Regions from separate parts of the Mus musculus genome. Here all the other regions are linked to region 2. The links are chromatin contacts, called in public HiCAR-type and promoter capture Hi-C maps. All regions are on one chromosome and are shown on one strand. Each heading gives the region's core, a stretch centred on a gene start, on an enhancer-like site or on the middle of the called end of the contact. The rest is flanking DNA. Distances are from core to core; before and after follow the strand shown.

Evidence for each region. Promoter capture Hi-C pulls out the DNA fragments that hold promoters and counts their contacts. HiCAR-type assays count read pairs that join an accessible place to other places.
Region 1: a promoter capture Hi-C map of embryonic stem cells shows a contact between it and region 2, with 3 times the contacts expected there. The contact joins the promoter of Tph2 here to the promoter of Ptprr in region 2. A contact is called at or near these places in 10 of 39 promoter capture datasets (the 3T3-L1 cell line, cranial neural crest, embryonic stem cells and 4 more) and 1 of 115 datasets of contacts at active chromatin or transcription factors (microglia).
Region 3: a HiCAR-type map of astrocytes shows a contact between it and region 2, with 2.6 times the contacts expected there. The contact joins the enhancer-like site here to the promoter of Ptprr in region 2. A contact is called at or near these places in 10 of 39 promoter capture datasets (the 3T3-L1 cell line, 3T3-L1-derived adipocytes, cranial neural crest and 6 more) and 2 of 115 datasets of contacts at active chromatin or transcription factors (astrocytes and forebrain).
Region 4: a contact with region 2 is called in a HiCAR-type map of astrocytes, with 2.3 times the contacts expected there. The contact joins the promoter of Zfc3h1 here to the promoter of Ptprr in region 2. A contact is called at or near these places in 6 of 39 promoter capture datasets (the 3T3-L1 cell line, cranial neural crest, frontonasal cranial neural crest and 2 more) and 6 of 115 datasets of contacts at active chromatin or transcription factors (astrocytes, craniofacial prominence, embryonic forebrain and 3 more).
Region 5: a promoter capture Hi-C map of second pharyngeal arch cranial neural crest shows a contact between it and region 2. The contact joins the promoter of Tmem19 here to the promoter of Ptprr in region 2. A contact is called at or near these places in 5 of 39 promoter capture datasets (the 3T3-L1 cell line, cranial neural crest, hippocampal neurons and 2 more).
Region 6: a HiCAR-type map of astrocytes shows a contact between it and region 2, with 4 times the contacts expected there. The contact joins the promoter of Rab21 here to the promoter of Ptprr in region 2. A contact is called at or near these places in 10 of 39 promoter capture datasets (the 3T3-L1 cell line, 3T3-L1-derived adipocytes, the SN4741 cell line and 6 more), 2 of 484 Hi-C or Micro-C datasets (the N1E-115 cell line and embryonic stem cells) and 7 of 115 datasets of contacts at active chromatin or transcription factors (astrocytes, differentiating embryonic stem cells, embryonic forebrain and 4 more).
Region 7: a promoter capture Hi-C map of liver shows a contact between it and region 2, with 2.4 times the contacts expected there. The contact joins the promoter of 4930579P08Rik here to the promoter of Ptprr in region 2. A contact is called at or near these places in 3 of 39 promoter capture datasets (the 3T3-L1 cell line, hippocampal neurons and liver).

What each region holds. Positions count from the first base shown.
Region 1 is chr10:115,183,645-115,186,344 of GRCm38.p6, forward strand. Tph2 (tryptophan hydroxylase 2) reads right to left here and starts at 1,378. Exons shown (of 11, transcript NM_173391.3): 1 at 1,141-1,378. The coding sequence starts at 1,245.
Region 2 is chr10:116,017,099-116,019,855 of GRCm38.p6, forward strand. Ptprr (protein tyrosine phosphatase, receptor type, R) reads left to right here and starts at 1,265. Exons shown (of 14, transcript NM_011217.2): 1 at 1,265-1,714. The coding sequence starts at 1,657.
Region 3 is chr10:115,332,540-115,335,239 of GRCm38.p6, forward strand. No RefSeq gene overlaps it. Among named protein-coding and RNA genes, the nearest start is that of Rab21, 18 kb to the left of the region's middle. Within about 2 kb of position 1,287, at least 119 of the 459 cell types and tissues checked have an H3K27ac peak or open chromatin away from gene starts, as enhancers often do. A contact at or near this core is called in astrocytes, where this site is marked.
Region 4 is chr10:115,383,649-115,386,348 of GRCm38.p6, forward strand. It overlaps Zfc3h1 (zinc finger, C3H1-type containing), which reads left to right and starts at 1,311. Exons shown (of 35, transcript NM_001033261.2): 1 at 1,311-2,159. The coding sequence starts at 1,550. It overlaps Thap2 (THAP domain containing, apoptosis associated protein 2), which reads right to left and starts at 787. Exons shown (of 3, transcript NM_025780.4): 1 at 557-787. The coding sequence starts at 627.
Region 5 is chr10:115,360,858-115,363,580 of GRCm38.p6, forward strand. It overlaps Tmem19 (transmembrane protein 19), which reads right to left and starts at 1,410. Exons shown (of 7, transcript NM_133683.4): 1 at 1,195-1,410; 2 at 952-1,102. The coding sequence starts at 1,081.
Region 6 is chr10:115,314,079-115,316,858 of GRCm38.p6, forward strand. It overlaps Rab21 (RAB21, member RAS oncogene family), which reads right to left and starts at 1,513. Exons shown (of 7, transcript NM_024454.1): 1 at 1,116-1,513. The coding sequence starts at 1,268.
Region 7 is chr10:116,727,734-116,730,597 of GRCm38.p6, forward strand. It overlaps 4930579P08Rik (RIKEN cDNA 4930579P08 gene), which reads left to right and starts at 1,520. Exons shown (of 3, transcript NR_131036.1): 1 at 1,520-1,719. It overlaps 1700030O20Rik (RIKEN cDNA 1700030O20 gene), which reads right to left and starts at 1,444. Exons shown (of 3, transcript NR_045345.1): 1 at 1,344-1,444.

The DNA of each region.
Region 1 (2,700 bases), core at 128-2,627, 830 kb before region 2:
CAAATGTCTTCCTATTCCCAACATCTGCTCCCCCCTCTCCAGGTAATGCCTGTGTCTCATATGTCTAAGGTGCATTTTTATGGGAAAGTGTCATACATTAACCATAACTGAAGGGCTTCGTGGTTTTCTTCTTGCCGTTTATTACAGCTTCGGAATTCCTCAATGTAACACCTCATACAAATATTCATGATACTTGAGTATTAGAAAAGCTATTTTACATTTTGGCCTCATTTTCGCAAATCGACTTAAATAGTGCTAAGAAAGTTGCTGTGACTGTTTTTCAGCGTTTGTGGGTAATAAATAGAATGGACATACTTGGAGCTATGGCATTAACCCAATTTTTCTCTGACGAGCTGAATTTGCAATTGGTTGATAAACAGGAAGGACAACGGTGAAGCATCCCTTAAAATTTTAATGACAGAACCTTGGATGTGTATTTTATTGCATGTTAGCAAATCAAACCACTGTGTTTATTAAAGCTCATAACTGTTGGTCAAATTAAGACCTAAACCTTTGCAAGAACTGTAACTCTTCAAATACCATTCTTTAATGTTAGTATTTTAAACACACACACACACACACACACACACACACACACACATCTTGTAAATATTGAAGCAAACAGAATGCTTCCTTAACTCTTCCATCAATTAAGCTTTAAAGGGAGAGTAATGTGGCATGCAGGGAAACCTTTGAAGGGCCCTGGTTCCTCTTTTATTCCAAAACCTGCACTTAATCTCAAGAATACACATATTAGCTCTGTAGGGCATAGGAGACAATATTGCCTTGTAGAAACCAGAGAGATGTATTTAATTCTTTCTCCCAAATCTTCCTTATCAGCCTTTCAAGTTCTATACTTTGAAGGAGGAGTGAATTTAGCACATTGGTTCACATAATCTTTCATTCTTCACGATAGGGAACTTCACTTTCTATTTGAGGAGAGTTTATCTCCCAGCAACTCGCCCAGCTGCTTGTACTTTGTGGAGAGCTGAGGCAGACAGAAAGGAGGCAGTAAGACAAGACGACTGAGGAAAAGGGAGTTGAACTTCATGCTTACTCTACAGCAGGTGTCCATATGGTGAGGTTAAGACCATTGATGCCCTAGAGAACACCGGAGACTGCCAGATACTCGATACTCACTGTTAAGCTGCCAAGTAGCTGATGATCTTCTGGCACAGCAGAATCCAAGGACAACCCTCTCCTGGCCCAGTATTTACTGGAAAACATCATCATTGCGGGCTGCATGGCTCCCGATGTAATTTTCTTTCTCAGCAGCAGGGGGGACCAGAGGGGCGGCCTTGGCAGAGATGAAGGAGGAACTGCAGTGGCAGCTGCCTGCTCGGGGCGCTGTCCAGAACCCTGGTGCTGAAGAGCAGTGCGCTTCCTCCCCTCCCCGTGTTCCTTTATATGAGTGACTGAGGACTGATGGAAAGCTGATTAGAAAAAACTCATTTCTGGTTGCTGATGGCCACAGTCAGATTACACGTCTGAAGCTTGGGGTTATCTGTGCTCCTGATGAGATTTGTTTGTTTCGTAGGTCGAGTAGCTCTTTGGGAAGAGATGGAGGGGAACAATACATCAGGGTTATTATTTTTTTTTCTTGCAACAAAACAGCCGTCGTCTAATTTTGAATCTCAAGTCTGCTATTGGAAGGTTACCCTCCGTCTTTAAGTAACTATGAATTTAAGTGCTTTGTATTTTATAAAAGTAAAAAAATAACTTAAGAAAGGCTTTTCTGCTGGCATGACGTTACATTATGCAAATTTTACCTGTGTGTGTGTGTGTGTGTGTGTGTGTGTGTGTGTGTGTGTGTGTGTGACGGCTTTCATAAGAAGTCTGCTTCCAAAACCCATGGTGTTTCCATGTAGAAGGATATTCAGGCTTTTGAAATTCGAGGCTTGAACTTAGCTCAGATGCTAACCTTCTAGAATGTTCTTCATTAAGTAAGAAATATATGGAAATGAAATGCCCATAGGCCCATCATTCCTTTGATACTCTTCTGATACAATTTTATTGCTCTCCATCTATGACCTGATCAGACCCAGCAATTTGACAGGCATAGACAAGATTATATTTGTACTTTTCCAACTTTAGAAAGCCACAGGAAAGCTTGACAATCCTTTGAAGAATGGAAAATTCTTAAGCAAGAGCACATGTTTAACTGAAGAACTAACCAAAATCTGGGACCTATACAGTTTGATTATGTAGAAAGCAGAATGAAGGTTCTTCAAAGCAAGACTGTATATGTTAACATTGGTTGGATTTTAATTGTTTCTGGAGACTTGAGGGTTTAGGATTTTTGTTTGATCCAACTCTGGAAATAATCATCCAGCTTACTTGTCCTCTGAAAACCAGCACTGAGCAGCTAATAGGAAAAGCAAGTGTTAATAAATGAACCGAAGTAATTATGAAAAATGATGGTTGACAATGCTAATTCTGGACACTTTCTATGCATGTTTGTATGTCAGAACAGTCATCATAACAACACTCACAAAGAGTTACTGATTGTGTGTGTGTGTGTGTGTGTGTGTGTGTGTGTGTGTGTGTGTGTGTATGCATGTGTGTGTATATATGTGTGTATGTATACTAAGGCACAAAAGCTGTAGGTAAATTAACAAAGGTTCACGTGCTCACACAAATAAAGAATGTTCAAAGTAGGATTTTAATTCAGGCAATTTTGGCTTTCTCTACCATTACACT
Region 2 (2,757 bases), core at 15-2,514:
TATATGTGTGTGTGTGTGTGTGTGTGTGTGTGTGTGTGTGTGGCGGTGTTCAAAAAGCGGGGAAGAGGAAGGACATTATAATGTCAGGTTAGCCCAAAGCTTCTTAAGAAAAAAACAAATTTAGACCTTTGTAAGCAACTGGGTGGGCAGTGGTCTGAGTGAGGTCCATTGCCGAAGAGGCAGAAGGGAAACCTGCGAATAGAAGCAGAAGATGAACAGTCTTGAAGGGAGCTTGGCTGAGGGACATTTGGCCTTAGAGTAATTAGTCACTAGAATGGTAAGGATCTTCATCCTACCAACTTAGGTAAAGGAACTAAAAGTGCATATATTTGCACACTGTGCGAGCCTCGTTAAAGGTACAGGATTGGAGCGGAGAAGTCGAGTTAAGTTGATAAGGCTTGAGTGGCTCAGCTGTGAAAAGCTCTCCTTACTTTCCCAGAAGACCCGGGTCTTATTCCTGCGACCGCGTGGCAGTTCGCAACCATCCATAAATCCAATCCTAGCCTTTTAACAACCTCATTTGACCTCTGAGGGCAATGACACACAGGCGTGGTGGACAGACAGGCATGCAAGCAAAATACCCCAATACATTATTTTTTAAATTAATGATAAAATCTTAGGTAATTATTTCCATAAAACACCAAAGACCGTTCCTTTCCTTCGTATTACACGGGTGTACTTCCCTACCCTGTAAGTATGACCTCCCTGTTTTCAAGCACTCCAGTCAAAGACTTGAGGCTTGAATTTAGTGGAAGTACAAAGATTGGAAGAAAGAAGCCTGGGGTGAGCTCATTGGCAAGAAGGGGGCGCTCTCGGAATATCCCGTTTGCTTAAACACAGCAGGCTGTAAGTGGGAACATTTGCCCAACCAGGCCAGAACTCGCTGCTTGCCTATGCTTCACTAGGGTGGGGACATACTGGGAAACTGGTCAGCCTGCAAGCATTTAGTTGCCACAGTGAGCTGAGTCCACGCGTGATTCAAAAATGTGAGGAAGGAACCAGATGAGTGGCCCCCTCCACTTCCCTCCTTGGGTTTCTGTGGTCCTGGCCCCGCCTCTTCCCTCCCCACTCAACTCCTCCCCCCGCCCAGATTTAGGAGGAACTCTAGGACCTCAGATTTAGGAGGTCCCTAAAGCTAGCCTCCAGCCCCTCCTCCCCCTCCTCCTCCTCGTGGAGCTTGTTCCCCTCGCAGTCTCAGCTAAGACCCGGAGAGGTGGAATTTCGATTTGAAACTCCCTAGCCAGGGCCGGAGCTGGGCATGCTCAGTGCCTCGGTGTGTCTCGGCTGCTGCTAGCTGCACAGGCAGCAGAGGCGCTGCCTGGCTCGGAGGCTGGCACTAGAGTCCACCCCACTGTCACCACCGGCTGCGGGCTTCCAGAAGGCCAAACTCTCACCTCTTCTGAGCGTCTTGCCCCCATCAGCCTCGAGTCCCCATCTCCCGCAGCATCCTACTCTCGTATCTCCCCATCCCTTGCGGAGAGGAAGCAGGTGCTCGGTTCTGTAGGCACGCCACAGACTGCTCTGTGTACCCCAGCGGAGGACCCTGTCATCGGATGCCCGGGATCAAAGGACTCTTGGCAGTGGTTCTCTCAAATAGCACTTAGCCTAGAGTGGGGTTGCGGCGGAGTTTCTCCTCTGACCCTCAATGCACACACTATGAGGAGAGCGGTCGGCTTCCCTGCGCTGTGCCTGCTTCTTAATCTTCATGCTGCAGGTAAGGGCTTGCGGGGTTCAGAGCTGAAGCTAAGGAGAAGATGGGAAACAGCACACGCTAGAGGACTCCAGGGAAAGCTTGCCTGGCAGAGAAAGATTTGGGATAATGTCTGAGGGGTGAGAGAGTGCACCTGTTGGAAGGCTAGGGCTGAAAACTTAGGCTAAATTCAGCTCTCCCTTCTTTATCTTGCATGGCGAAGAGTGAACAGTTTTTAATGTGAATATAGATTTGGTCCCCCCTCCATTGAGCTTTCCTGCTTGTGCTTCTAGGCTTTGCGCTTGGTTGCACATTTTACAGGGAAAAAGAGATGAGACACCCTGCTGGATGAAGCCCTTCCTACTGCAGCGGCTACATCCATAAGATCTCCCAGTGTAGCGAGCGCTCACGGGGATGCCCTGTCTGTAACCTGACGGTCTGCATCTCCGCCCCTAAGAGCCAAATGCTCGGTTTATTCATCATGCTGCTCTAGGCTGCTTTGGCCCCTGCTCTTGTCATTCGGGTTTTCTGAACCAATAAGAGGAAGGAAAGGTTTCAAACCGGAGGCTCCTCTCTATTTCAGCACCACGGTCAGTATCCGCAGTCAGTAAAGAAAAACCCAACCACGCTGACAAGCCTGGGGGTTTTTTATCACTGTGTCCCCAGGATAGATTGGATGGGAGGCAGCGAGAGTGTAAACACATAAAAATAGATTGGACACAAGAATCACTGTGTAGTTCTAGGGATGCACAGCTGATAAAGTGCCTAGGAATTTTATATTCGGTGTCACCTGGCTCCTCTAACCCTGTGGACAGGCTCACTGGACTGCACCCTAGGTGATTTTCACACACGGGAACCAAAATAAAACATGGCAGAGAGATTTCAGGAACCCTGCCGAGACCGCAGTTGTCCATGCAGTGATCCTGTAGCAAGCACAGACCTTTTCTTTGAGTTTCTTTCACACGCATTCATTTCTCTAAGTACACCGAGTGGGAGTGTATTATGCTACTGTGAACACACACACACACACACACACACACACACACACACACACCTACAATCCTTGT
Region 3 (2,700 bases), core at 37-2,536, 680 kb before region 2:
TCACACTACCACAAAGTTCATAAATGGTAACATCAGCATTAAAACCACCCTGATGACTCCCTGTCTGACATGTGACTTAGAAGTCATCACTTCCATCCTTGGAACGAGGATAAAGCCAGACACACTGAAAATTTATCTGCGCATGTGGCACATGCCTGTAATCCCAGAATTTGGGAACTGGATCAGAGTTCAGGGTCACCCCCATGCTACATAAGTAGTCTGAGATCAGACCGAATTACATGAGATCCTGTCTCAAACAGACAAACCCATCCCAACCCAAACCACACAAAGCAAAAGTTTAAACTGAAGACTCTTTTTTTTAGATCTGTCCAAAAGCTGATGTCATGGAACAAATTACTGCCCGGAAAATTGGAAAGAGACGTGATAGAATTATAGTTTTCAGGGAGAAACTCTGGGCAGAAGTCACTGTAACTGACCCATTCTGAGCCTCAGTGTAGAATTACCCTCTTGAGAGGGCCCATGATTAAGAAAACACCTACATTTCCTCAAAATTCACCTTCAGCACCCATATCACACATTCTCTGTGAGGACAGAGAAAAGCCCCTCTATGGGACTTTTGAGAACAGGCTCTGAAACTTTTGTTTTCCTCAAAAGAAATTCTTTTCCTAATGCTTAAGCACTTAGTGTTTTACCAAATTTTACCTGACCAGAAGAAAGGGAATTACCCAGGCTCAGCTACCCTCTAGCCATTTCGGTGTGGAAATACCCAACCGTGTTTCACTCTAAGCCCGAGACCTAATTATAGACTCACAGGACACCTCTCTCATAGCTTGCAACCAGATCACCGGGCCTCTGCCTAACAACAGAAGACTATGGCTAAAAGGACCTGCAAGCCTTAGATTTTGTGCTTTAATTCCTACTTTAGGAAGATGGCAAAGTGGTAGGGAAGATAGAAACAGACACATGGAGGGAAATTTGAGCCTCCGACACAACAGCAAAGCGAAAACGTACACTTTATGCCTCAGATAAACATACAGCACAGAGGCTAATCTACCTAAGGTCCCAGTGGCCTGATACGTGGAAAACCGCCAGGATTTGCTATGCAAAAGAAAAAAAAAAAAACCAGTCTGACCACACACACACACACACACACACACACACACACACAAAGCAAAACGAGACATAGACATGGCGTGGCATGGTGGTAAGTCCTGACAGTCTTAGCTACTTGGGAAGTATTGGCAGGAAGATCAAGAGCTCCAGGCCAGCTTGGGAACTGGGACAATGTATCACGATTTTGTGCCCAGCCAGCCCACGCACATACCAAAGCCCGAAACCAAACCAAAGCAACCGAACTGAAGTCCTTATTCAGACCCGGCTGGGATTCCACAGAGATTCTGGAATTCTTGTAACTGGGATCCTGGAGCTGATGCCAACAGCAGAGGCAGGAGTGGGGTCTTTAACTCATGCTCTCTTTAGAGAGTGGCTGAGCTGAGAAATCTGTGCACATCACTCCAAGGTGACATTACATCTCCTCTCCAGCTGGCAGACTCCTCAAGGAAGGAGAACAAAGGTAGTTCACCATCCCCAAGCCCAGGCTTGCCATGCCTCTGCGACCTGTAGCATCTCTGTTTCTCTCGTCATCCTTACACCCTTCTTTTAGTCTCTGCACATCTGAGCCCAGGCTGGACTTGGAGTGCTGAGTCCAATTGCTGTCTGCTGATATTAACAGAGTAATGCTTCTGCAGGCAGGGGCTGGAGAGTTAACTCAGAACCAGCCAACAGTGCCAAGGGTGCCATCAGGACTGCTCAGTGTCTGGGGAAGGACGAGTCCTTCTTTGATGAGGATGTGGCCATCGACAGGATTCCAGTGTTCCTTTGTCCCATACCCATGCACAGATATTTATGCTCACCACTAACTGGACTTGTGGCTCATGAAACAAGACGTGGAGCTCAGGCAAAAAATGACAAGTGTAAACGACAGCAGAAAAGAGAAGCCCCGCATGCTGTGTAGAGTGAATGGCACTCCCCTGATTACTAAGCCAAGGAGGAAAGGGACCAAGGGGCTTGGGTTAGTGTGTATAACCTGTCCTCCATCAGTGCACCTCCATTCTAGAACGATGCCTGACTTTGCAAGGTTGTGAAACTGCACTGCCTTGGCTCATCTGAATCTCTTTGTTCTTATTATGAAATGAGGGTCTGTCCATGGTCCATGTTTCTCCCAAGATCATACTCCCTTGCAGATGTGTTTCCTCATCTATGGCTAGAGGGAGGGGGCAACCAAAGACCGAAGAGGCCAGGCCATCTTCCTTTCCCAGAGCAAGAATAATCAATATAAAAAGAGCAGGAGCATTTCGAGGTTTCATAGACTTAGTTGCTAAATGCTAACAAATACTAACTTACCGGTGGCTTACATTAAAGAAGACACTATTAACGTGCTTCCTCCTTTAAGAGATAGGTGCTATTCATAGCCCTAGTTTATATGGATGAACAGTCCCAGCCACAGAGAAGCTAAGTAAACAGGGCCAGAAAGCTGGAGTGGCAGGCATAGGGTTTAAAACTGTAGTCTAGGATCGTGCGGCTTCTCAAATGTGCCTTGGTGGATTAGCTAGCTCTCAGCTGCTGCTATAACAAAGCAACACAAACTCAAGTGGTTTAGAACAACACAAAATGAGTATCTTACAGATCCATAAGCCAAGCCAAAAAAAAAATTGGTGTGTCAGTGTGGCTGTTTTCCTA
Region 4 (2,700 bases), core at 61-2,560, 630 kb before region 2:
ATGACTGTACGTTCAACCTGTGTGTGAGTGCGTGATTCTGTTCAAGAGAGAGTTTCTATTTGCTCTTTGATAAACATTGCTTAATTAGATTGACTCAGTTACCATGTGTGACTATTAGAAATGTTTCCCACGTCAATTCCAGTAGTGAAAATTGCCTAATCTTAACTCGAACTCAGCAGGCTTCTAAAGTGATTTGTTGGTTTGAACCCTTATGGCGTCATTCTTCTTAAGGCATGGTCTAAGATATAAAAAATAAAAGAGTAGAAAATAAAGGTATACTCATCACTTTTTAATGCAAGGCATAGTAACTCGGGTTTCTTTTTCTTTTCTTCCTTTCTTTCTTTTTTTTTTTTCAAATTTGGTAAACTTTCCTCGGAAAAGGAGCAAATGTTTCCAGATGTGCGGACCCACACACAAAGGACAAGAGCGAGGCTCCCCTTGCTCTTCGCAGCTGGGCAAGTGACCAAAGTCAGAGGACCTTGTTCTTCTGACACGACCGAGACTCAAGACTGCCTAGGCTCCCGTTTCCGTCACCCCGCTCCCCTCCCAGGTTTACCTGTGGAAGCTGATGTTAATGTGCTTGTTGTAGGTAGCAGCACAGCCCGCCGCGGCGCAATTGGTCGGCATTTCCCCGGGCCCCTCATTCGGCGCCACCTTACGCCACTTCGGAGGCGCTGCCCGCTAAGCAAGCTTCTGTCAAACGCTAGACAAACGAGGCAGGCGACCCCGCGCCGCCAGCTCGGTGCAGAGCGCGGGGAGGGCAGAGGGGCGTGCACAGTACCGGGGTGGGAGGGAGGGCCCACTCTCCTGTCTCTTTATTAATATGGCGGGCTTAGGCCTGCAGAGCCAACGTGCCGGAGCTCCGGGCGCAGACAGTCGCCTTCACCAACATGGCGGCCACACCCGCTCCCCGCCCTCCCCTACCTCCCGGGGTCCCAAAGAGACTAGGTCCAGCGTCTCAGACGGGGGCCCCCTAGCAATGAATGAGAAGATGGCAGATGTCTTCCCCACCGACTAATGACTCTGAAACTCAGGTCTGCGGCTGAAAGAGCATGTCCGCAACCCAGACACTAACCCCTTCCTTCCCCGCCTGCCACCTCGGACGGGATGCTAGGGGACAGTTAAGACTGCAGGGACACAAGGGCGAAGCCTGGAGCAAGAGGAGACTACAAATCCCAGCCAGCACCGCGGCGGACATGGGGGTGGGCGCTTCCTGTCTCGCAAGACTCGGAGGGTCGCCTTCCGGCGTGCCGCAGGAAATGACGCTCGGGACCCGGCCTCCTTCTACAGAGGCTTTCTCGCGAGGCGGAAGAGCAGCAAGGGGGCGCTAGGAGAGGGAACTGGCGAGCGACGGTCCGACGAGCGAGAGAGAGCGATCTGGGGTGCGGGGAAGTTGGGGAGCAGAACCTGCCGGGCGTCCGAGCACGGGAAAGGCCGCGCCCGCCGGGTCCGTTAGGACAGAGGGCGGAGGAGGAAGGGGAAGGCAGGCGGCGGTCGGGCGGTCCCCGGCCGGAGGGCTTCAGGTCGTGTGGCCAGCGCTGCACTCCGGATGGCGGCCGCCGCCGATCCTTCGACCCCGGCCTCTAGCGGCCTCTCGCCGAAGGAAGAAGGGGAGCTCGAAGACGGGGAGATCAGCGACGACGACAACAGCCGGAGCCGGAGCAGCAGCAGCAGCAGCAGCGGCGGCGGGCTGTTACCGTACCCGCGGCGGCGGCCTCCTCCCCCGGCCCGGGGCGGTGGATCCGGGGGAGGCGGCGGCGGCTCCTCGTCCTCCTCGTCGTCCTCCCAGCAGCAGCTGAGGAATTTCTCACGCTCACGGCACCCGGCCGAGCGGGGCCAGCTCAGGGGACCCAGCAGCTACCGACCCAAAGAACCGTTCCGGACTCACCCGCCCCCAGGGCGGATGCCGTCGGGGTCCCTGTCGGAAAGCAGCCCCCGGCCGTCCTTCTGGGAGCGGAGCCACATCGCCCTGGACCGTTTCCGCTTTCGAGGCAGCAGGCCTTACCGGGGTGGGAGTCGCTGGAGTCGGGGGCGAGGAGTGGGGGAGCGAGGAGGCAAGCCGGGGTGCAGACCTCCTGGAGGAGGAGGATCAGGAGGAGCGGGATCCGGATTCGGCAGCAGCCAGAGCTGGCGAGAACCCTCTCCACCCCGCAAGAGCTGTATCCTTAACGTGGCGGTCCGCCCTGGGTGTGTCGCCGGAGCTCCCTTTGGCGTCATGGCTAGGTCCCGGAGTTTTTTAACTTTTCAGAACCACTCATTTCTCTCCCCCGTTCGTCGGCGGTTGTCACGGGCCGCACTCCACCGCTATTTTCGTAGGCTGTTTGACTGAATGGGTGCCTTTTGCTTTTGGATAGGACTGTGTCATGGATTCGGGTCAGCTAGGGAAATGAAATACAGTCTGGGTTTTTAAACAGGACACCAACAGCCCAAGTTTTGTTTGTCTATTTGTTTGTTTGTTTCTTTTTTGCAAGCCCTGGGATTTCGTATTTAACAGGAAATCGACTTAGATTATTAAGGAAAAGAAGTACTCAAACATCTGGAGGAATACTGTTACTTTTATTACGTCCTGACTTTAGAGTTCGTAAAGTTTTCCTCTGTAATTCTTACTGTTCTTGTGATTTTTTTTTTCTTAAATTTGTAGTTATTCATCCCCGTTGCTGCCCTTTGTTTTCTGTGTTTGTGTGTGTGTGTGCACGCGCG
Region 5 (2,723 bases), core at 160-2,659, 660 kb before region 2:
GATCACCCAGGGCTACAAGCTGGGGCCTTGTCTTAAAACAAAACAACCCAAACAGGCAACAAACAAGAGTTGGATATGGAGCAGCCTCTGAACACATGCATGGGTGCACAGTATATGCAAAACCCTGGATTTAACCCCCCCCCCCACTCTAAGAGCCAAATCCAAAATAATCCTTTAGAACCATCACAGGACCAAGGTATATAATCCGAATATATTAATGCCAAAATGAAATCCATCAGCTTGTACAATTAATATATACTAAGGGAGAAAAGTCCGTAAAGTCTTGTCTTATGTTGAAGTGTCCTGTAAAGTCATATACGATGGTTGGAGGTTGTAATCCCAATACTCTGGAGGCTGAGACAGGGATCAGGAAGAATTCAGTAGCAGGAGCAGTAGTAGGAGCTAAGACAGCAAGATTTGGCTTCATGAGAGCAAAGATGTACCAAGAAGCCAATGGAAAGACCAAGTGGCTGCAGGGTACGGTGATGATCAAACCGGACGAGCAAGAGGACAGTGTCTGCACGAGACCTATCTATTTGTGTGAAGTGACAAATTCTTCAACTTGCAAATGAAAAGACTGTACCTCCTTTGTTATTCTCACGGGATTATGAAACCGCTACACCATGGCAAATCTTAAAAAGATAAGCATCCCCCAAATTGTTTCACAAAACTACCTTTTATGTCTCCCCCCCCCCCAACTAAGGTAAACAGAAGTAATTATTTGAGACATGCGTTTTGTGATAGGTATCATTAAATATCAGCACAAGAAACATCATGGAAGGCTGTAAAGTTCTCTAGACATTGTTTATCTTATCACCGTAGCAAACCAGATTCAGGTTTCGGCAGTGAACATAACTGTTCTTAACCATTTACATATTTTTTGGATTTTGAAGTCGTAGTTTAAAATTCCACCCATTAACTTCTAGCAAAACTTAAAACACTTTTACTTACCATAATAGGTGCTAGCAGTCATTGACATAATCCAGAACGCTAGGGAAATGCAAATGATCAGGCTCAGTATTACTATATTGGTAATCATCTTTATATACCTTTTGCACGTAGTGTCGTCACTATCTGTCATGGAAAATAGAGCTACGAGCACCTGAGGGGGGGGAATAGATAGCATTTCAGATGAACCAAGTCATTCAAGTTTCTTGCAACAATACTCCTTTAGAGGCATAGAGAAATACCAACATCTTCCACCAACCGAACGACAAAATAGAATCGTAAATCCAAAACGTCTAGTCACTGCTGCAGGCGCAGCGCTCCGGCTCGACCCGGGGAGGTTAACGCCGCCCTTGGAAAAAGAAGGTGCAGGGAGGATGCACAGAGGACCCGCCAGGCCAGCAGGGAGGCCGGCAGCTCCCACCTAGAGGGACCCGGAAGGAGCACAAACGACCGGTGGCCAATGAGCGGCCAGCACCGCGGAGCCCCGCCCCTCCCCGCCCTCGGACCCCCCCCCCGAGCTCCGCCCCCGCACGGCGCGCTCCGCCCCCTGGGCCCCTGCTCCAAGTCTGCCCCAGCTCCACCTCTGCCGTACGCTGCCCGGGCAAGCGAACCAAGGCTGGGAACAGCGCGGGCGAGCGCCTTTACGTCCCCACCCCGCTGCCCCGGGAGTCGCTCTGGTCTCTCCGCGACTCCCTCCGTGTACGCATGCGCAGCAGCCCTGCTCCGCTCACGTGACTCGTCGAGGCGGAAACCCGGCTTGAGTTTGCTTAGTGTCTCTTTGCGGGTCGGAGTGCTGTTTCTAAAGCACCTCCAAAATAGACGTTAGGACAAATTAGGTCTTGGGATTTGTGGACAGCCTAGACTTGAAAAAAAAAATGTCACCAGTAAGGGTGGTGTGGGTCACTAAAACCTGCCATTGATGGAATAATGAACTGCGAGTGAATTTAGAGCCAGTAATGGGTTGTAACTTATGAAGCATTCATACCAGGCGATAGGGTGTGGACGACGTAGGAGTTTATCGTTAGAAGCGAAATTACTTAGAAAGTAGCTTAAAACAATGGCTTGGCTCTTAACCTGGGCCAGACTCAACTGGTACTGCGGTATGTAAACATAAATATAGTTCCCACGGTTGAGCTTTTGTATAATTACTGTTCTAACACACATTGTGGAAGTGTCTGTCCCCATCCACTCTATCTGTAAAAGTAACTTATTCGTCTGATGTATTGTCCTCTTGTAGGGCTCACTGTTGAATAAGCTCACCCTTTATAGTTCTTTCTAGAACTCTGGCTGTCTGGTTCAACCTAGCTGTTCTGGCTCAAACTCCTCACCAAGCTGCCTGATTCAATCTGGCTTCTCTCAAGTTCCCATTGAATTGTTCTGCCTAGCCTCAAACAACTCTGGCATTTTGTTCTAATCACCTGGCTCCTTCTTGTTCTCTGGCTTTAGTTGACTCTGCTCACCTGCAATGAACTTCATAGACTTGAAACAAACAAAAACCACAACCCGAACTCAACTGCAACTGCACCGCACTCCTGGCACTGCCTCCCACCTCTGACTAGCTGTCTCTCCCTGCACTGGGGCTCTTAAAATAGCTTCTCTTTCCTGTGCTGTCCTTGTAAGATGCATTCTGTCTCTGACTCATTCTGTCAAATCTTTCGATCTTTGTTACTTTGTCTGGCCCTCAATTAGACATCACTTTCACACCTGGCTCCTTCCTTCTAAAAACGAATTTGACCTTAAAGGACTGTACTCAGGTTGTATCCGTGTTCCAGGCA
Region 6 (2,780 bases), core at 263-2,762, 700 kb before region 2:
AGCATCTGTGTTAATTAAGATCTATTGTCAAGTCTGAGGGGTAATAAGTGTTTATCCCCCACTTCAGGTGCTAAGTGCGTTTCCTTATTTACCTTGACAACTCTGTGCACTAGATATAATCATTATGAGTACAGTAGCAGTAGAAACCCAGGGATGCACGGTTAAGCAATTTACCTAAGATCACGGGGCTATGGAAATAAATGGGGGTAGGATATGGATCCAGACGCCCAAACTCAAGATCACTAGCTTTTTTAGCCTCTGGACAGTCTGATCAAGACATGTTAATAGATAAATTCCTTCGAACACATGCAAACTGATTTTTTTTTTTAAGGAGACCAGGGAGATCGCAGATCCTTCAATGGCCTGGTTTCACTTTCAATTACATTGTAACACTTCCACACTTCCAATGGAACTGTAGAAGAAAGCCAGCGTTTTATGGCCTGACAGTAAAGAAAACGTGTAGCAGCAGTGCCTAGATTTTTTTTTTTTAGTTTGAAGACCGATTGCTGGCCACTACGCAACACGATGTTTCAACGCGGATAAGATCAAACCCCAAAGAATAAGGAAGCCACACGTCCGGACACAAGAAGGCTGCAAAGAAACGGGGTAACCGACAAGCAGCAAACAGTCGTTTAAAACAAAAACAAAAAAACCCTCCAACGACGGGTGTTTTACCACTCCATTTACTTTGAAAGCAGGACAAAATGGAACTTGCATAAACACTTAGTCATCAGTACGCTCTGGAAGTTACAAACCACCTCGTTCGCAAATTCTAATCCGTATCCGAGTTCCTACTTGGCGAAGAAAGAAGAAGGGCTGATGGTCTCGGAGACCACAGAGTGAAAACACCTGGTGTCCCCAGCCGAAGCCCATCAGAGGGGAAAACCAGCACGCAGACCGGGGGACTCCCCGACCTGCGCAGCCTCCACCGGCAACTGGGGACTTTTCCGGGTCCTCTCCCTCCCCACTGTGGGTCTTGACATCTACCGTGTGCTGAGGCCCGCGGGTCCCCAAAGCGATTGCAAAAGGCAATGGGAAGGCAGGGAAGGGGGTTTGACAGGCCAGAGGCAGAGGAGCGGGCGCGGGTCCCCAGCCCGGCTCCCCGGGGTCTGCACCTGCAGGGTGGTGATGTGCTTGTCGTTGAACTTGTTCTCGCAGTAGCGCAGCACCAGCGACGTCTTCCCCACGCAGCCTTCCCCGAGCAGCACCACCTTGAAGGAGTAGGCTCGGCCCGCCGCCGCCGCCGCCCCGCCGCCGGCCGCAGCCATCCCGCCGCCGCTACCCCGCCGCCCGAGCCCAGCGCCGCGCCGAACCCCGCACCGCCGCCGCCGGGGCGCCCGCTCCTCCCGGGCCCGGCTCTTTCACGCCCCGCCGAGCCCGGTGCTCGCCGCGTCCTTCCGCGGGCGAGGCCTGCGAGGGCCGAGAGAAAGTCCCAGAATGAAGGGCCCCGGCCACCACGTCAGGGACCCGAGGCTAGGGGAGAGCTGCCTCTCCTCCCTCTAATGGCGTCTCCTTCCTCCTACGTCACACCCCTCGTCACGTGACCGCGGTGGGCGGAGTCGGCGGCGGGCGAGCCTGGGCCTGTTTCCGCGTCCGCACGAACCGGCTCAGCATCCCGGGAATCCTGCGGTGGGAAGGAGCTGATCTTTGCGATCTGACCCCACTCTGATGGAATAGAATACAGGACATGATCGCCCGGCCCGAGGAATGGTCCCAAAGCGGATAGCCATCACACCAGGGGTCATCACACGCAAAGTCCGGCCAAGGTGCCCTTGAGTCTCTTTCTCTGGGCGCACAAATCCGGGCTCATGAACTTTACAGTTCGTCCACACGGCCAGGTCCTCGAGTCATCGTCCAGGTCTCAGCTTAAACCGGAAAGGCTTCCCTGACCACCCAGACCTTCCCACATCCTTCCATCCCTCTTACTCACTTCCTCACCGAGATATTTCCTAACAATGGTGCGCCTTCTTTATCGCTGCTTGCCACACTCGGTGGAATTCCGATTCGGTTGTAGGTTTAAGAGCAAGGATTGCAGAAGACTTAACTTCTCTCCGTTTCCAGCCCTAAAAGCCCAGGCTAAGAATAAATGCGGTCCCATCATCAGTCATCACTCCTGGTTCCCCAGGATTTCTGTCTATGCTGAGTCCACTTTGATGGGTCTGGTTTATTGGACGATTGCTTATTTTTTCTTCCTGTGTTTCCATTTTATTTCATGAAATACACTTTCCAAGAAAGCAACCTGGTATTTCTGAAATTTTGTAGTTTGGTGTCACTTAAAATAAACTTTCATCTCATCAGACTAATTTTACACTTCAACTTAAAGGCAGCTCATTCGTTCATTCAACGAGGGCGTGAATGTAGCCAATGCTTGCCATTCTCTGTGTCGCATTAGATACAATGTCTCTGTCCTCAGAGAGCTTACATTTTTAACCAAGGAAACAACGCATGCGCAATTTACACACTGCATGCTTTTTAAGGAGAAGCAATTCAGAATGTTTTACAAAGATACATGGGAAGCTAGCTGAGTTAGCGTCCTAGAAGAGCTTCCTGGAGAAAGCTGCCTTTTGTTAGGAGTATCTTCGGCAAAAAGGAGAGCCGTGAAGTAGAAAGGAGCATCCGACATTGACGTGTGACAAGAAGTCAGACAAGAAATCAGAGACATTACCTTTAAGTTCAAGGCCAGCCTCTTTTGAATTGTGAGCTCTAAGCTAATTGGAGCTACATAGCAAGACACCATTTCAGTAATAATAATAATGATAATATTTACAATAATAATGCAA
Region 7 (2,864 bases), core at 270-2,769, 710 kb after region 2:
GGTGCCAGGTGTTGGTTTACGCTCCCTGAATTTTGCCTTGTCATCTTTCAAGATCCACAGACATTTTCTATTTCTTCTGTTCCTCCTCTGCCACCAAGGGCTTCCAGTGAGTCAGTTTACCCTCCCCCATCCAGCTCAGCTAGACTTTTCAGTTAGAATTCCGACACCTTCCTGCTTTCGGAAAAACAAAGGCTCCCAGGGGCCTTGTGGCTCTCTCTCTCCAAGCGCGCACTTCATGAACTGTTTGGGACTGTGGGATTGCAGCTCAGTTTCTCTCTCCATTTTTCCACAGTCCTTGTTGCGTCTCCTTGTGAAGCCTGACTTGCTGGGGTTTGGGAGTGGGGCGCCGGGGGAGAAGAGGATGCCAACACTCACTTGAACAAGGGCTGCTCTCAGTCAGCTCGTTCAGATTACACCTCCAGTGAAAGATACTGAAAGTACTGGGCATTCTCCTGCCGTGAGCTTTGCGGAAATGATAGGCTGGCAACCCAAGAGAATAAGTTCAAGGCTAGCTTCACACGGGGACTGTAGGCTGCAGAAAAGTGCCGGCAGCTTAGGAATGAAGGCTGAGGGCAAGAAGGGCCAAAAACTCCAAGCGCACAAACTCCGCACACCCCAAAAGATCTGAGAGAGTATTAGAAAGACAAACGCGCCCCTTCTAGCTAACAGATGAGAACACACAGCCAGCCGGACCCGTTGGGAGGGAAAAGCGACCTGTGGCTGCTGTAGGTGGGAGAAGAAAAATCAGGAAACAACTTCAGCTTGAAAGAAGAGATGTTAGACACAAAGTAGTAAGACTAGCAGACGGTTCAGCGGCCAATCACACTGCTGCTTCCTTCAGTTTAAGGGGAAAAGGAAGTTACCCAAAGATGTTGTTTGCCCAGAATAAGAATTATAAGAGTATTGTATATTTATTTATTTTAGTTATTTTCAAACTGAACAAAGCGATACTTTCATCATCAGAAAGAGATGTTGTAATTGTGTTCTCTGTAAGAAATGTCTAGATTCTCTCTTTTTCTTTTTTTGACTTAAGCCCGGTGATGCACGTTTCTGTTTGTAGTTCATAAAGATCCTTTCTGTCTTTCACACTGACTAGTGGAGCCCTCAGAATGAACCCGTGGCCTCCATAGGGAAAGGGAAGCCTTTTCCACGGGAGGTTGGTGCTACAGGAGACCCCCTCCCATCTAATTGGCCTTGAAGGTAGTGTGTTGTTCAAGGTGAGCCTGCGCCTTACTCCTGTGGGAACCTGCTTTAGCTGGGCTTCCCTCTTCAGGCTGTCCCTTACCCTGCGGGTGGCCTAATAAATACAACTCCTTCATGGAACCTGACCCACCACCTCATACCTGTTTTCAGGCTGGCTCTGTGACAGAAACTGGAGAGGGAGGAGGAACGGGAAGGAATTGCCAGAGCAGGACTTGAAGAGTTAGGTAGACCAAGCTAGGAGGCGGGGGTGGGGGGTGGGGATAGGGGGGTGCGGGGGGGGGGGGGGTGGTGGGATGAGGCGGTTGGCTCCGCGCCTGCGCTGTAGAGGTCCAGGTCTGTGTACACAGGATGTCTGCAGCCTGGTCCAACAGCTGTCTATATCTCAGACCCAGTTGTGCCTTCTGCTCCTTGTTTTGCCTTCTCTTTGCTTGTAATGGCGAGCTCCCACACACACTGTGAAGGACTCTTTAGACCAGATTGTCTGTCTTTCTGCTCAGCAGCTCCAGCTGCCCGAAGGTGGGATGAACCTGTCTGCTCTGGAGCCAAAACTAGACCATCCCTCTCCCAAAATTTGCATCCTAAGGAGAAGCCTCGCAGCTTGGTCTCAAATAGAGTATAATTCTATGTATTCTTAGAAAGGGGGACACCCCACCCCACTCCCACCCCAAGCCAGGCCTGATAGTCTTGATTGTACGTTTTTTTTTTCCTTTAATTTTTTTTTTAATGAGTGCTTTAACTGAATGTAGACCTGCATATCAGAAGAGCAGAAGAGGGCATCAGATCCCATTACAGATGGTTGTGAGCCACCACTTGGTTGCTGGGAATTGAACTAAGAACCTCTGGAAGAGCAGACAGTGATCTTAACCGCTGAGCCAGCTCTCCATCAGATGTGGGGACTTGTAATCTTAGCTACTTGGAAGGCTGAGGCAGGGGGATTGAAAGTGCCAGATCTGCCTGGGCTACAGAGTGAGTTTCGGGGTCAGCCTAGGTGACCTAGCAACATTGTCTCAAAATAAGCCCAAAAATCTGTAAAATCAAAAGGTGAAAAGAATAGGAATATCTCTCTGTGGTAGAGAGCTTGGCTCACACATCTAAGTCCCTGGATTCCATGGTTCCATTCGAGAGAGAGAGAGAGAGAGAGAGAAGGGGGGGGCAAGGTAGGGGGGAACTTCTCTGGAGGAGTGTGTGAATTAGAATTTAATAAACAGATGGCTTTCTGGATCTATGAAAGACAGAGATTACAATACCTACACAAAAGGCTTTTCGGGTGTGAAGTGCCACAGTGCACATAACTAGCCCAGTGCTACAGAGAGAGTGGGGGGGAGACACGAATGTATCACGTGAGAAACTCCTGTGAACACAGCTAAAGAAAATTCGTTCCCTTAGTGTCCTCTCTCCATTTAACAGCTTTTTCAGTCTCCCGTCCACGTGCCCTTCCCCCTCCCTGTTTCATCTCATTCTGCCTCTGTCTCCAAGCAATCGGGAGATGACAAGTGTTTGTGGAAAGATCCACACCCTGATTGGAACAGCTGCCTTCTCAAGTGGGCCTGACTCAAAGGTGCCCACAGGACAGTGAAAGAAAGGCACAGCAAAGGTTCCCCTCTGCCCAGTGGTGGAGCTCAAGACCAGCGAAACCAAGAAAAATCTTCCCAACTTCTTAG